2 separate regions of the Sus scrofa genome follow, and region 1 is linked to region 2. Evidence: chromatin contacts called from public HiChIP or PLAC-seq data. All regions are on one chromosome and are shown on one strand. Each heading gives the region's core, a stretch centred on a gene start, on an enhancer-like site or on the middle of the called end of the contact. The rest is flanking DNA. Distances are from core to core; before and after follow the strand shown.

The links. HiChIP or PLAC-seq counts read pairs in DNA pulled down with a chosen protein or histone mark.
Region 1: a contact with region 2 is called in an H3K27ac HiChIP or PLAC-seq map of alveolar macrophages. The contact joins the promoter of ZNF131 here to the promoter of C16H5orf51 in region 2. A contact is called at or near these places in 1 of 47 Hi-C or Micro-C datasets (heart right ventricle) and 1 of 2 datasets of contacts at active chromatin or transcription factors (alveolar macrophages).

What each region holds. Positions count from the first base shown.
Region 1 is chr16:27,812,118-27,818,229 of Sscrofa11.1, forward strand. ZNF131 (zinc finger protein 131) reads left to right here and starts at 1,857. Exons shown (of 7, transcript XM_021076671.1): 1 at 1,857-2,082; 2 at 2,986-3,124; 3 at 4,290-4,391. The coding sequence starts at 3,001.
Region 2 is chr16:26,679,581-26,686,009 of Sscrofa11.1, forward strand. It overlaps C16H5orf51 (UPF0600 protein C5orf51 homolog), which reads left to right and starts at 2,057. Exons shown (of 6, transcript XM_003133915.4): 1 at 2,057-2,254. The coding sequence starts at 2,155.

The sequences.
Region 1 (6,112 bases), core at 607-3,106, 1.1 Mb after region 2:
GGGTCGAAGACACTAGAAAGTGATTGGGGGCTGTGGTGAACTGGATAGTTCAAATCCTACACAGAGATGGTAGTCTCTATCTGGCTTAATCCTATTGTTGTTCTACAGGAAAGCAGCCCTATATACTGGAATTTCCCAAATGCCTATTTATAAGTGTGATTTCCTCAGCTATGAATAATGATGATGATGATATTAAAACACCAGCAGTCCAATTAGACCTATAAGCTACCAGTCTATCATCTCTGCAGATTCTCCTAAAACAATCTCATCCATTTTCGTGGCCTCAATATCCTCTTTATGCTAAAATTTTCCAAATCTCTAAGGTTAGCTCTCTTTTCTAAGCTCCATAGATTCTTATATGAATTACTTAGACGACATCGTCTCCATTTAGCTGTCTCCTTAAAATTATCCTTCCCTGCCTCATCTCTCCCCAGTCAGTTCCTCCAGTTGTACTCCCTATTTTGGTAAATGGTACCAACAACCTACCAGCTCAAGCCAAAAATCTTGAAGCCATCCTTGACTGTTCTCTCTTATATATATAGCCATGAGGTACTTTCCAGACAATGTTGATTCTGTCTCTAGATTCTATCTAGTTTTTTCTTTATATACATGTACTTTTTTCATATTCCATCTAGTTTTCTAATCCCATTTGCCACCATGGTTTCATCTAGATTACTAACACCTTCTCAATAAGTCTTTACTCTTTGTATTTTGTCCCATTTAATCTATTTTCCATATTAGAGCTATAATTCTCTTTTTTTTTTTTGCCCCCCTTGGGGCCACACCCGCAGCATATGGAGGTTCCCAGGCTAGGGGTTGAATCGGAGCTACAGCTGCCAGCCTACACCAGAGCCTCAGCAACACAGGAACCTTGCAGCGTCTGCGACCTACACCACAGCTCAGGACAACACCAGATCCTTAACCCACTGAAAAAGGCCAGGGATGGAACCGGCAACCTCATGGTTCCTAGTCATATTCATTTCCGCTGTGTTACAACGGGAACTCCCTATAATTCTCTTCTTAAACAGAGTTCCCTTGTGGTGCAGCAGATTAAGGATCCAGTGTGGTCACTGCAGCAGCCCTGACCTAGGAATTTCCACAATACATTGAGCCAGGACAAAAAAAAGTAAAATTTACCATGTCGCTTTCCTGCTCAACCTTCAAGACTTTCCATTGTGACTATAAGAAAATCTTAACATCTTCAGCACTTTTTACAAGGCCCCTGTGGGTCTGTCTAGTAACATTCTTTCAGCTCCTGGAATGCTGTAGCCTTGGTGCCTCTTGGCTAAGAACACTCAACTTCATATTGCTTCTTATAGGTCACCAGTTTTCCTTGACTCCCAGATTATCTTGTTCTTCACATCTCATAACACTCGGTAGTCAGCACTCATGCAATTAAATGTTCAAAATGTCTCCTCCATAAACTAAGATTGGGAAGGCAGAAACTACATATGAGTTATTCACTGTTGGATTTCCCAGTCCCTTAAACAGTGCCTTAGCACAACGCCGGCTCTCAATAAATGACTAATGAAATAGTTACATTTACCCTTAATCAATACTAAATTCTTCCCTAATCCCAATCTTCCTTTTGAGAGAAAAGACTAAGCCTTGATCATATCATCTTCAAAAAGTCATTTTTTCAGAGGAATGAATGAATGACTTCAGTTACGTGAGCTGATTATGGGTCAACGGCCTCTTCAAGCGCGCAGATTGGGAAACAGAGAGCTGCAGTAATAGTACTAGGTGTAAAAATCAGAGCAGATGCAGGTCCTGAGCCTAGCAAACATGTGCTACTCGCCGAGCACTGAGAGGGCGGGCACCCGGGAGGAAGATCCTAGGCGGCCGGAACGTGCTCGCGCCCGTGGCCGCCGCAGCCGGCGCGGCGGCCACCCGGGTCTCGGAGCGAGCGCACGTGCGCCGGCCGGACCCAAGCGGAGAGAGCTCCGACACTCGCAGGAAATGGCGGGCGAGGCGTCGTTTAGGGGTAGGGAAAAGCGTGGGGCGAGTCACACCCCAAGAGGGGAGAGCAGAGAAGGAAAGGCTTTCGGGGACGGAAAGGAGAGAGGGAGGATCGTGAGCTAGGTAAGGCGGCCGGACCTAGGCCTTGGGAGGGAAGGGGGCGGGGCGGGACTGGGGGCGGTTAAGCAAAAGCACACTGGGAACCGGTTGCGAGTTTATTCTGAGGTCCGGGTTGGAAGTGTTCACACCTGGAATCAGACGTGGGCGTGGGTGGAAGGTGGGGCTCCACTCAGGACAAAGCCAGGCCCTATACCGGCTCAACCCAACCACACCCGCACTTCCTCCTTCCAGAGCTGGCGCCCTCGGCTCCGCGAGCGCCAAATCCTCTCCGTTAGCTCCGCCCTGCCACTACAAGAGGGCGGGTGGGGGCGTAGCTCAGTGGGTCGGCGCTCAGTAGGCGTCCGCGTCAGCCGGAGCACGACGCGGTGACGCAGCACGTCGACGTAAGTGACGCGCAAGCCCGGGCCGCTCCTCCTTCCCTGAGTGAGTGCCGGCCCGGTCGGGGCGGGGGAGAAGAGGGAGGGCGGGGGAGGGAGAGGCGACCCGGGAGTCGTTGTGGGCCGCGGGCCGGACCGGGTCCCGGGGCGGTGGAAGCCAGGGCCGGGCCGAAGGGCTTGGCGGGCCGTTAGAGGGCCGCGGCGGCTGTCGGGTCCCCTCCCCTGCCGGACTTGCGCGCCCCAGCGCCCGGAGCCTCCGGCGCTGTGCCCACCCCGCTCCAGCTCGCGTCTCCCGACTCCAATTAGGTCAGGCTCGGAGTCCCGCGGCCGCGGCTCCGGCGCCCTACGCGCGGCGGCCGCCCGGCTCGCCTTTCTTTCTTCACTCGTTTTCCTCTCCTCTTGCCTCACCCTCCCCCCTTCTTTTCACGTTGCTGGGTTTTGTTTTTTTGTTGTTGTTGTTTTATGCTTTAGGGGTTTTGTTCCTCAGCCCGAGCTCATGAGTGTACATTATCATGCTCCTCTTTTGTAGAGCAACCCGACGGCCATGGAGGCCGAAGAGACGATGGAATGCCTTCAGGAGTTCCCTGAACATCATAAAATGATCCTGGACCGATTGAATGAACAGCGAGAGCAGGACCGGTTTACTGACATCACCTTGATTGTCGACGGTGGGTACGGTGGTGGGCTGAGGAGCGAATTGTGGCTTCAGTTCTCATCTCCCTTTCCTCCACCCGCCTTTTTTACCCACCTTCTAAGGACTCTGTATCTAAAGTCTGCGGGGGGTGTGCACTTAAATGTCCCCTCACGGTAGACCATGCTGCAGAAGGCTGGTCACGCTTTCAACATAAACATGGCATTTTAACAACTTGCAGCCTTTTGAAGTGTTTCCCATTGCACACATTAGTGCACCATGATGGTATTGGGATAGGGAGGATGTCTCCAAATGTTCGGTTAGTGGAGTTCTGATGATAAACTGCTTTGAGAAGTCTCACAGGAGTCATTTGGGGAGTGTTGATTCTAGTTTCCCACATAGTCTTAGAGGGAAAATGTGAGAGATGACTTTGTAACACTGGTACAACGTTTTTTAACCCCCCCAAATAAAATAGTTTTTTACCAGTCTTGGGAGTTGTTGTTATAATGGAGGAATACTTAGAGTATTTTTCCTATTTACTGAAAATAGACTAAGGCAAACTTTTTTATAATAGGTTTGCTGTAGATTGAGTTTCCAAATATTAGGCATATTAAAATGTTTTCCATAGTAAACACATCCAGCTTGGTGCTTATTCTGTGGCTTTTTCTTTTCTTTTCCAGTGATGTATATAACCTTTTGGGTTGTATTGATATTAGCAATTTCAATTGAATTGCTTGAGGCTTTGACTTAAGCAGTAGGAGGTTCCTTTATTTTCTGAAATATTGTGAGGTGGCCTATGAAAAACTGACTTAAGGCCTTTGAGGTAAAGATCTGGCTTCATGTCTAATTGAGATTAAAATTTGTCAAGATAGCTGCCAGAGTATAGTTTTATAATTACATTAAGAAAGATCTATTTTAGGAGTTCCCCCTGTGGCGCAGAGGGTCAAGGATCTGGTGGTGTCTCTGTGGCAGTGCCTGTTCAAATCCCCAGCCTGGCACAGTGGGTTAAGGATCCTGCATTGCCACAGCTGTGGCATGTGTCACAGCTGCTGCTCAGATTCAGTCCCTGGCCCAGGAACTTCCATATTCCGCGGGTACGGCTGATAAAGAAAGATCTGTTTTACTTTAATTTTATATTATGTTTTCTATTTGGTTTTTGTGACAATGGATGATTTTATTTTGTTTTTCTTTTTTTCCTCTAGGACACCATTTTAAGGCCCACAAGGCTGTTTTGGCTGCTTGCAGCAAGTTCTTCTACAAATTCTTTCAGGAGTTTACTCAGGAACCTTTGGTGGAGATAGAAGGTAGATGCTTATTTTATTTTAAATATAGTATTTAGCAAACATAATTTGATGTTTTATGCAGTTAATTTAGCAAGATACCTTGGGAAACAGCCATCAGTTGTTTCCATTAGGTGACTGGACAAATTGTTCTTTTGACACCTGAGAATTCTTACTTTTAGTAACATGCTTGGTAAAATAATTTCAGGAAAAAATTATTATGTTAAATGGTATTTGTTTTCTTAAAGGAGTCTTTTTTTTTTTTTTTTAGGGCCGCACCCACAGCGTATGGAGGTTCCCAGGCGAAGGGTCGAATCAGAGTTTTAGCCACCAGCCTACACCAGAGCCACAGCTACACGGAATCCAGCCACATCTGCAACCTATACCACAGCTCATGGCAACACCAGATCCTTAACCCACTGCACGAGGCCAGGGATTCAACTTGAGTCCTCATGGATACTAGCCAGGTTCGTTAACCACTGAGCCACGATGGGAACTCCTTAAAGGAGTCTTTTTCATTGCTGAAAACCAGTAGCCATTGTCTTTTGAAAACATGTGTTAAACGTGAGTTTCCATCTTATTTCATGGGTTTGTTTCAGACTAGTGGAGATGCTGCTGCAGGCCTCTCCTTGCAACATTGCAGATGATATACACAGTGTGAAGTGGGCTGCCATAATATGGAAAAAGCTAGGAAAGATGACTTGAAGTAGCATTCAGAAGTTCTAGTGGATATAGGAGTTCCCGTCATGGCTCAGGGGATGATGTATCTGACTAGGGTCCATGAGGATGCAGGTTTGATCCCTGGCCTTGCTCAGTGGGTTAAGGGTCTGGCATTGCCGTGAGCTGTGGTATAGGTCGCAGATGCAGCTCGGATCCTGTGTTGCTGTGGCTGTGGCATAGGCCAGCAGCTACAGCTCCAATTTAACTCCTAGCCTAGGAATGTCCATATGCAGCCCTAAAAAGCAAAAAAAAAAAGTTCTAGTGGCTATAGAGGGTCTGGGATGGAAAGGGTCATCCACTAGATATTATCTTGAAATAGAAATTTTTATACCTCACTTTTTGTAATAATAGACCACCAAGTGTCAGGTGTCATACTATGTAGTTTGTGTGCATTTCCTGAGGTTCACAGCAGTCTTTTGAAGTAAGTGGTTTTATTTCCAATTTATACAACAGGGAACATGCTCCAAAAGGTTACTTGCCTAAGGTTGCCCAGCTAGCAAAGGATTCAGTTTGTGCTGTTAATTCCCATGCTTTAATTTACTGCTGCTACAGTAATTGGCCACCCCTCTCCCCCCAATCTAAAATTGTAGGAAATAAATGAGCTTTCCTACATAAATACAGAATTTTAGCTTCTTGGTCAGTGTTCTTGAGTTTTGGTTTTGTATCTCTTTCACTGTGTGTAAATTCTCTATTGAGTGAGTTGCTTAGAAACAATATTCCCTTGGAAAAATTTGGTGCCTAGGGGAGTAAAGAAAATGTAGAGTTAAGAATATTTCTCTTATTTTGATACTTCCAGCTTACCTAAATTCTAGCTGATATACCCGTAGATGGATTATCTTTTGATTGTGATGGACAGAGCACAGGCATAATGGAAATCCTCAAAGCTTACTATTAAAGTGCGAATCCAGCAGCCTAGATGGTGTTTGTTTTTATTATAAGGTAGAGTTTCATCTATTTGTTTACCTAAGGTACTAAGACCCCAGGCAAGTTATATTACCTCAATTATGTATTTTTGCCTCTTTATC
Region 2 (6,429 bases), core at 807-3,306:
GGCGTTGCCATGAGTTGTGGTGTAGGTTGCAGACATGGCTCGGATCCCACGTTGCTGTGGCTCTGGCGTAGACCGGAGGCTACAGCTCCGATTGGACCCCTAGCCTGGGAACCTCCATATGCCGCAGGTGCGGGCCAAAGAAATAGCAAAAAAGACAAAACAAAAACAAAAACAAAAAAACTTGTCTCTGGAGGAGACATTTTGGGGGGTGGGGGGATGTGCCTGGGTTTGGGATGGAAATCCTGTGAAATTGGATTGTTATGATCATTATACAACTACAGATGTGATAAATTCATTTGAGTAAAAAAAAAAAAAGGAGTTCCCGTCGTGGCTCAGTGGTTAACGAATCCGACTAGGAACCATGAGGTTGCGGGTTCGATCCCTGCCCTTGCTCAGTGGGTTAATGATCCGGCGTTGCAGTGAGCTGTGTTGTAGGTTGCAGACACGGCTCGGATCCCAAGTTGCTGTGGCTCTGGCATAGGCCAGTGGCCACAGCTCCGATTCGACCCCTAGCCTGGGAACCTCCAAAAAAAAAAAAAAAAGAAAAAACAACGTGCTCAATGTAAGAGTTGTGAGCTAAGTTTTTTTGTGGGCCTAATGAAGACTGTGACTGGGAAGACACCCTGTCAGATAGCTCTGAGGAACTGCTCCAAAGAGGTAAGGGGAGGTCAGTATATGTGACTTTAGCGAAGGGAGGATATGTGCCGTCATGCACCATTTTGGCAGAAGGTTGCTGCTAATCAGGAGGAGATCTCTGTGTTAATGATTTTAGAGCTTTTCTAGATATGAGAAGATACAAGAAATTGGGCTCATAAAATTTTATGAAAAGATCTATCTGAAGGCCTATTTTGCCAATTTTTCCCAGAACACAGACTGCCTCATTCCTAATTTCTGTCCTGAGCTCCTTTCGGTGTATTCAAAGTCAGGGACTGCACTGGCTAGTGACTTCATTCCTATAGAACCATATCACAAGTGATAATTTTTAATTGGCATCTATTTTTAATATTTCCTATTAAATGAAAAACTACCTCCCTTAAGAAGTAAGAGGATGGAGATTATTCAAGATGTACTGTGTCAAATTTAAAAATTGAAAAACGAGTTAAAAATCTGTTTGATCAGCATAAAGAAAATAAGGAACACAAAGTGGAAGTTAGATTCTTGACTAAGTGCTTTGAAACTCACAATTGAGAAGATGAACTTTGCACACCAAGAGCTCTTTGAGGGTCTTGAGTTGTATGGCAATAGTTTATGTCCAAAATTTGGTGCTATTGTATGAATATGTTAAATGTGAGCTAGCCAAAGGCAATCAGAAGTCAAACAAACTCAGCTATTAAAATTAAGATTTAGGAGTTCCCATGATGGCTCAGCGGTTAATGTATCCGACTAGGAAGGTTGCTGTTTGGATCCCTGGCCTTGCTCGTGGGTTAAGGATCCGGCATTGCCATGAACTGTGGTGTAGGTCCCAGATGTGGCTCGAATCCTGCGTTGCTGTGGCTATGGCATAGGACATGGTCTACAGCTCGGATCAGACCCCTAGCCTGAGAACCTCCATATGCCATGGCTTCAGCCCTAGAAAAGGAAAAAAAAAAAAGACAAAAATAAATAAAAAATAAAATTAAGATTTAGAAAAGCTACACCCAACCGCTTAGACTGGGAACTCCCACCAGTGTCTGGACACCTAGACGCACAATAACCTCTTAGCGATTTGGATGTGCTCCAAGAGAGCCAGTAAGGCTTTCCACATTTTAGGCAACCCAAACCAGACAGTCCAACCTCTAGACTTTCCAGTCGTCTCTACTGCCCGTAAGGGCAGCTCCAGAGAGAGAAGAGACCAGCCAGTCTCTGCTAGGCGCTGGATCAGCTTGGGAACATGGGCGGATTTACAATTGGTTTAGAGAAGCTGCGGGCAGGAAGCGTGCCATGACGTCACGCCCGCCCCAAGAGTCTCCCTGCTTCTCAGCTCTGGTGGTAGAAGACCCAGAGGAGAAAAGTAACTTGGAACAGCCTTTGCAGACCCAAGCGGCTCCTCTGCGCGAGCTGGAGTCCCCTCCCATCGAGTAGGCGAGCTCCGCCCCCACGCCCCGCCCGCGCAGGGGATCAGGTGACCTCGGGCCGGCGCGGTCACGTGGCTGGGCGCGCCCGCCCATTGTGGCCATGGCGGCCGCAGGCTCCAGTGTGGTGAGGCGAGTGGAGGAGCTCGGCGACCTGGCGCAGGCCCACATACAACAACTTAGCGAAGCCGCCGGCGAAGATGGTGAGGGAGCCGAGAAGAGGGAGGCGGGCGGGCGGATGGTGGTTCAGAGTTGGCGCTCGCTCTGCATAAGAGCGGAGGCCGCGGCCTGTAAGTCTTATGGATCCCAGGCCAGAGGTGTTGTTTGCGTCTCTGGCTCCTGCTGCACGGTAGTTGTCTTCCTCCTAGAACTCACATCGCCTGAAGCTAAGGCGTTTTCTTGGAGACCCCATATTTCATAACCCAGGAAAACTGCTGATATTTCAGTCAATTCAATGGCTGCTTGTCCTTGTCTCAGGAGCGACTGGGAAAAAGGCAAGATCTGTATGAAAGTACACACAAAAGTTTAAATGAGTGATTAAAGTTGGGTGATGGTATGCAAACAACTAGTGGTGTTTTTGCTGCAGTAAAGATAGCTAGGCGTGTGTAACAGTTCCACTTTTTCACTGCTGTGTTCTAAATTTCCGTGTTGGAAATTTAGATTCTAAACTCAACTGTAAACAATACAGAAGAGCTTTACATCTCTATAATTTAGACGATTCTTATACATTCATCACCTCCATTCTCTCAAGGATCTGTCTGTACTGGAACACATTTTTGGAAATGTACAAGCTGTTTACTTAGGAAAAATTGGTGTAGCGATTTACTTCGACTTTTGTTCTCTCAGCTGCCTGTAGGTTCTACATTATTTCATCTTGAGTTTTGTACTTTTACTACAGATTTAAAAATTCTTGAAGACCGTCTTGTCATCGAACTCATGGGAAAATAGTAGTGAAATGTTTTCCTAAGAGATTGAATAGTTGGTAAATTTATTAAATAGGGTCCAGGATAAAATGGCTCTAGTTCCAGTGACGATTATTTTGCTGGCTTTTCTTAGGGGCCTCTTCTTAAAAACCCACAGACTAACTTGAAGCTGTTTGCTTTTTTTGGTTTGTGCTAAGTGAATCATGAATAGTTTTTGGACAGTAGTAACTACCTCCTGAAAGTATATCCAAGTTACTGCTAAATAAGCTGTTCAAGGATCTCCACCCCACTCCAGCTTCATTTGAACCAGTCTAAAGAGATCAAAGAATATATCTTATTCACTTAACTACTGCACTCAAAAGCCTTTCTCATTTTACAAGAGTTCTTTAATCCAGTCTAGAGTAGAGGTTGAAAATAAACGTAAAGTGGTATATACTCTTGTTTAGTTTTACAGCTCTGAAATGTAGTAGAATTAAACTGATAGTGTATGAGCTATTCATCAAGATTTTCTGATTTTATGAAGCTTAATTAAAATGTGCTTGATTGTATTTGAAATGAATTTGGTGTTCTTTCCCCATACAGCAAAAATAATTTACACTCACAATTTACCTTTGAATGATATTTTTATTTTTATTTTTTATTTTATTTTATTTATTTTATTTTATTTTATTTTATTTATTTTTTGTCCTTTTGCTATTTCTTTGGGCCGCTCCCGCGGCATATGGAGGTTCCCAGGCTAGGGGTCGAATTGGAGCTGTAGCCCCTGGCCCACGCCAGAGCCACAGCAACGCGTGATCCGAGCCACATCTGCAACCTACACCACAGCTCACAGCCGAATCGTTAACCCACTGAGCAAGGGCAGGGACCAAACCCGCAACCTCATGGTTCCTAGTCGGATTCGTTAACCACTGCGCCACGACGGGAACTCCTGATATTTTTATTTTTACTTATTTTTATTTATTTTTTTGTCTTTTTAGGGCCACACCTGTGGCATATGGAGGTTCCCAGGCTAGGGGTCTAATTGGAGCTATAGCTGCCTGCCACAGCCACAGCCACGCCAGATCTGGGCCAAATCTGCGACCTACACCACAGCTACGGCAACACTGGATCCTTAACCCACTGAGTGAGGCCAGGGATCGAACCTGCAACCTCATGGTTCCTAGTTGGATTCGCCCTGCAACCTCATCGTTCCTAGTTGGATTCACTAACCACTGAGCCACGTCGGGAACTCCTCCTGTTGGCTTTAAATTAAATATGATACAGCCAGACACTCCGTCTGAGAATACTCTTCTTTTTGTTTCTGGTCAACTCTTGTTCATTTAGTTTCATTGTACAACATATTATGTTTACTATACGGACATATACCATGAGAGGGACTTTCTCCTGGAATTATGTGAGAATCATTTGTCTTCACCTTGCCAGTCACTACTTTAAGTGGCCAGGGAAAATACTACATTTTACAAAATTTTTCTGAAATGTGAGCCATTATCCCTCTACCGCCGTAATTATGAGTTCATGTGAGATACTTCAGCAAATATTCATTGAATTCAGTGCAAGTCTTTATATTTAAAATAATCCTGCAAATTAAGAAAATATCAACTAAATTGTTTAAAGAAGCATATAAGGAGTGCCATGTTCCATGCAATTTCAGTTCATGATAGAATCTTTCTGATAGATGATACTTTTTTTTTTTTCTTTTTGCCATATCTTGGGCCACTCCTGTGGCATATGGAGCTTCCCAGGCTAGGGGTCCATTCGGACTTATAGCCACCGGAATAGCCAGAGCCACAACAACGCAGGATCTGAGCCAAGTCTGTAACCTACACCACAGCTCACGGCAACGCCAGATCCTTAACCCACTGAGCAAGGCCAGGGATCGAACTTGCAACCTCATGGTTCCTAGTCAGATTCGTTAACCACAGAGCCTCGACGGGAACTCTTATAGATGATACTTCTGGACTGAGGGGAGATGGCATGGCAATGATAAAGAAGTAATTTTCATTTTAGGTGGATAGTGATCTAGTCTAGGTACAGGAGACCTTACCAGGGAAAATTTAAGGTCATCATATTATTGTCAGCAGATGCAACTTAAGCTGGTGGTGCTATTGTTCCAACACTGAATAATTTACCTGTCTGTCTAGGTGCTGAGGCTGGATCAGATGGACCTTTAGCAAAAAGTGCTACATTTTTCTTTGCCAGTGAGGAGGAAAGAGTATGTATTTCAGTAGGGAACAACATAAGGGTACACACAGGGATGTAAGCATCTTGATAGTAAGCATATTTAAATTTGACTACATGCGATGATGCAGAAAGGTGAATGGCACCTTGGTATGAACACTTTGTAGGTTAGGGAGGAAAAATCTATAAGAAAAAGTGAAAACAGAAGCAAAGGGAATATGACATGAAAGAAAAGGAATAAATTAGACAATGAGGGGGAGTTATTTTTAGAGGATATATCAGAAGTTTTTAGTTTAATTTTGTCCAGGCTTTGAAGGAATTAGGTAATTTGTCTCATCTCTAGGTTTTTTTTTTTTTTTTGTCTTTTTGCTATTTCTTTGGGCCGCTCCCGAGGCATATGGAGGTTCCCAGGCTAGGGGTCCAATCAGAGCCGTAGCCGCTGGCCTACGCCGGAGCCACAGCAACGCGGGATCCGAGCCGAGTCCGCAACCTACACCACAGCTCACGGCAACGCTGGATCCTTAACCCACTAAGCGAGGCCAGGGACCGAACCCGCAACCTCATGGTTCTTAGTTGGATTCGTTAACCACTGCGCCACGACAGGAACTCCTATTTCTAGGTTTTTAAAGGAATAAAATATTCAGGTGTATTGTGTAATTTTAAGTGTAACAGCTATTTGCATACATAAACACACAAACCCAATTATGATACACATAATTGCTCAGAGTGCTTACATTTTTTTTGAGGTATTTGATTTAATCATGTTACTTTGGAGAGTACATTTATGAAATTATAAGTTTTTAAAGTTTTAAGTTTATTGTTTAAACATTTTGAATATGCCAACATCATAAAAGAAGCATTATGGAAATCCAGATTGCACTTAAGAAATGGCAGCTGAACCTAGAAAGTTTTCAAAGCAGCTTTCTAGAATAAATTGCCATGATAAATTTAAGTAGGGTTAGGCATTATGATATACTTCATGTTTTACAAGATATTATTATTTCCATGATATAACAAATTCATTTTTTAAATTATATTTTATTGTATTTTATCTTTTTCAGCCATCCCATAGCATATGGAGTGCCCAAGCCAAGGGTCAGATCTGAGCCGCAGTTGTGACCTACACTATAGCTGCAACAACCTGGATCCCTATTGTGCCTGGGTGGGGATCAAACTTAAGTCCAGGTGCTGCAGAGATGCTGCCGATCTCATTGTGACACAGCTGGAACTCCTCATTTCTTCATTTTAGAGTCGTAATTTATTTTCGTTTAAATAAC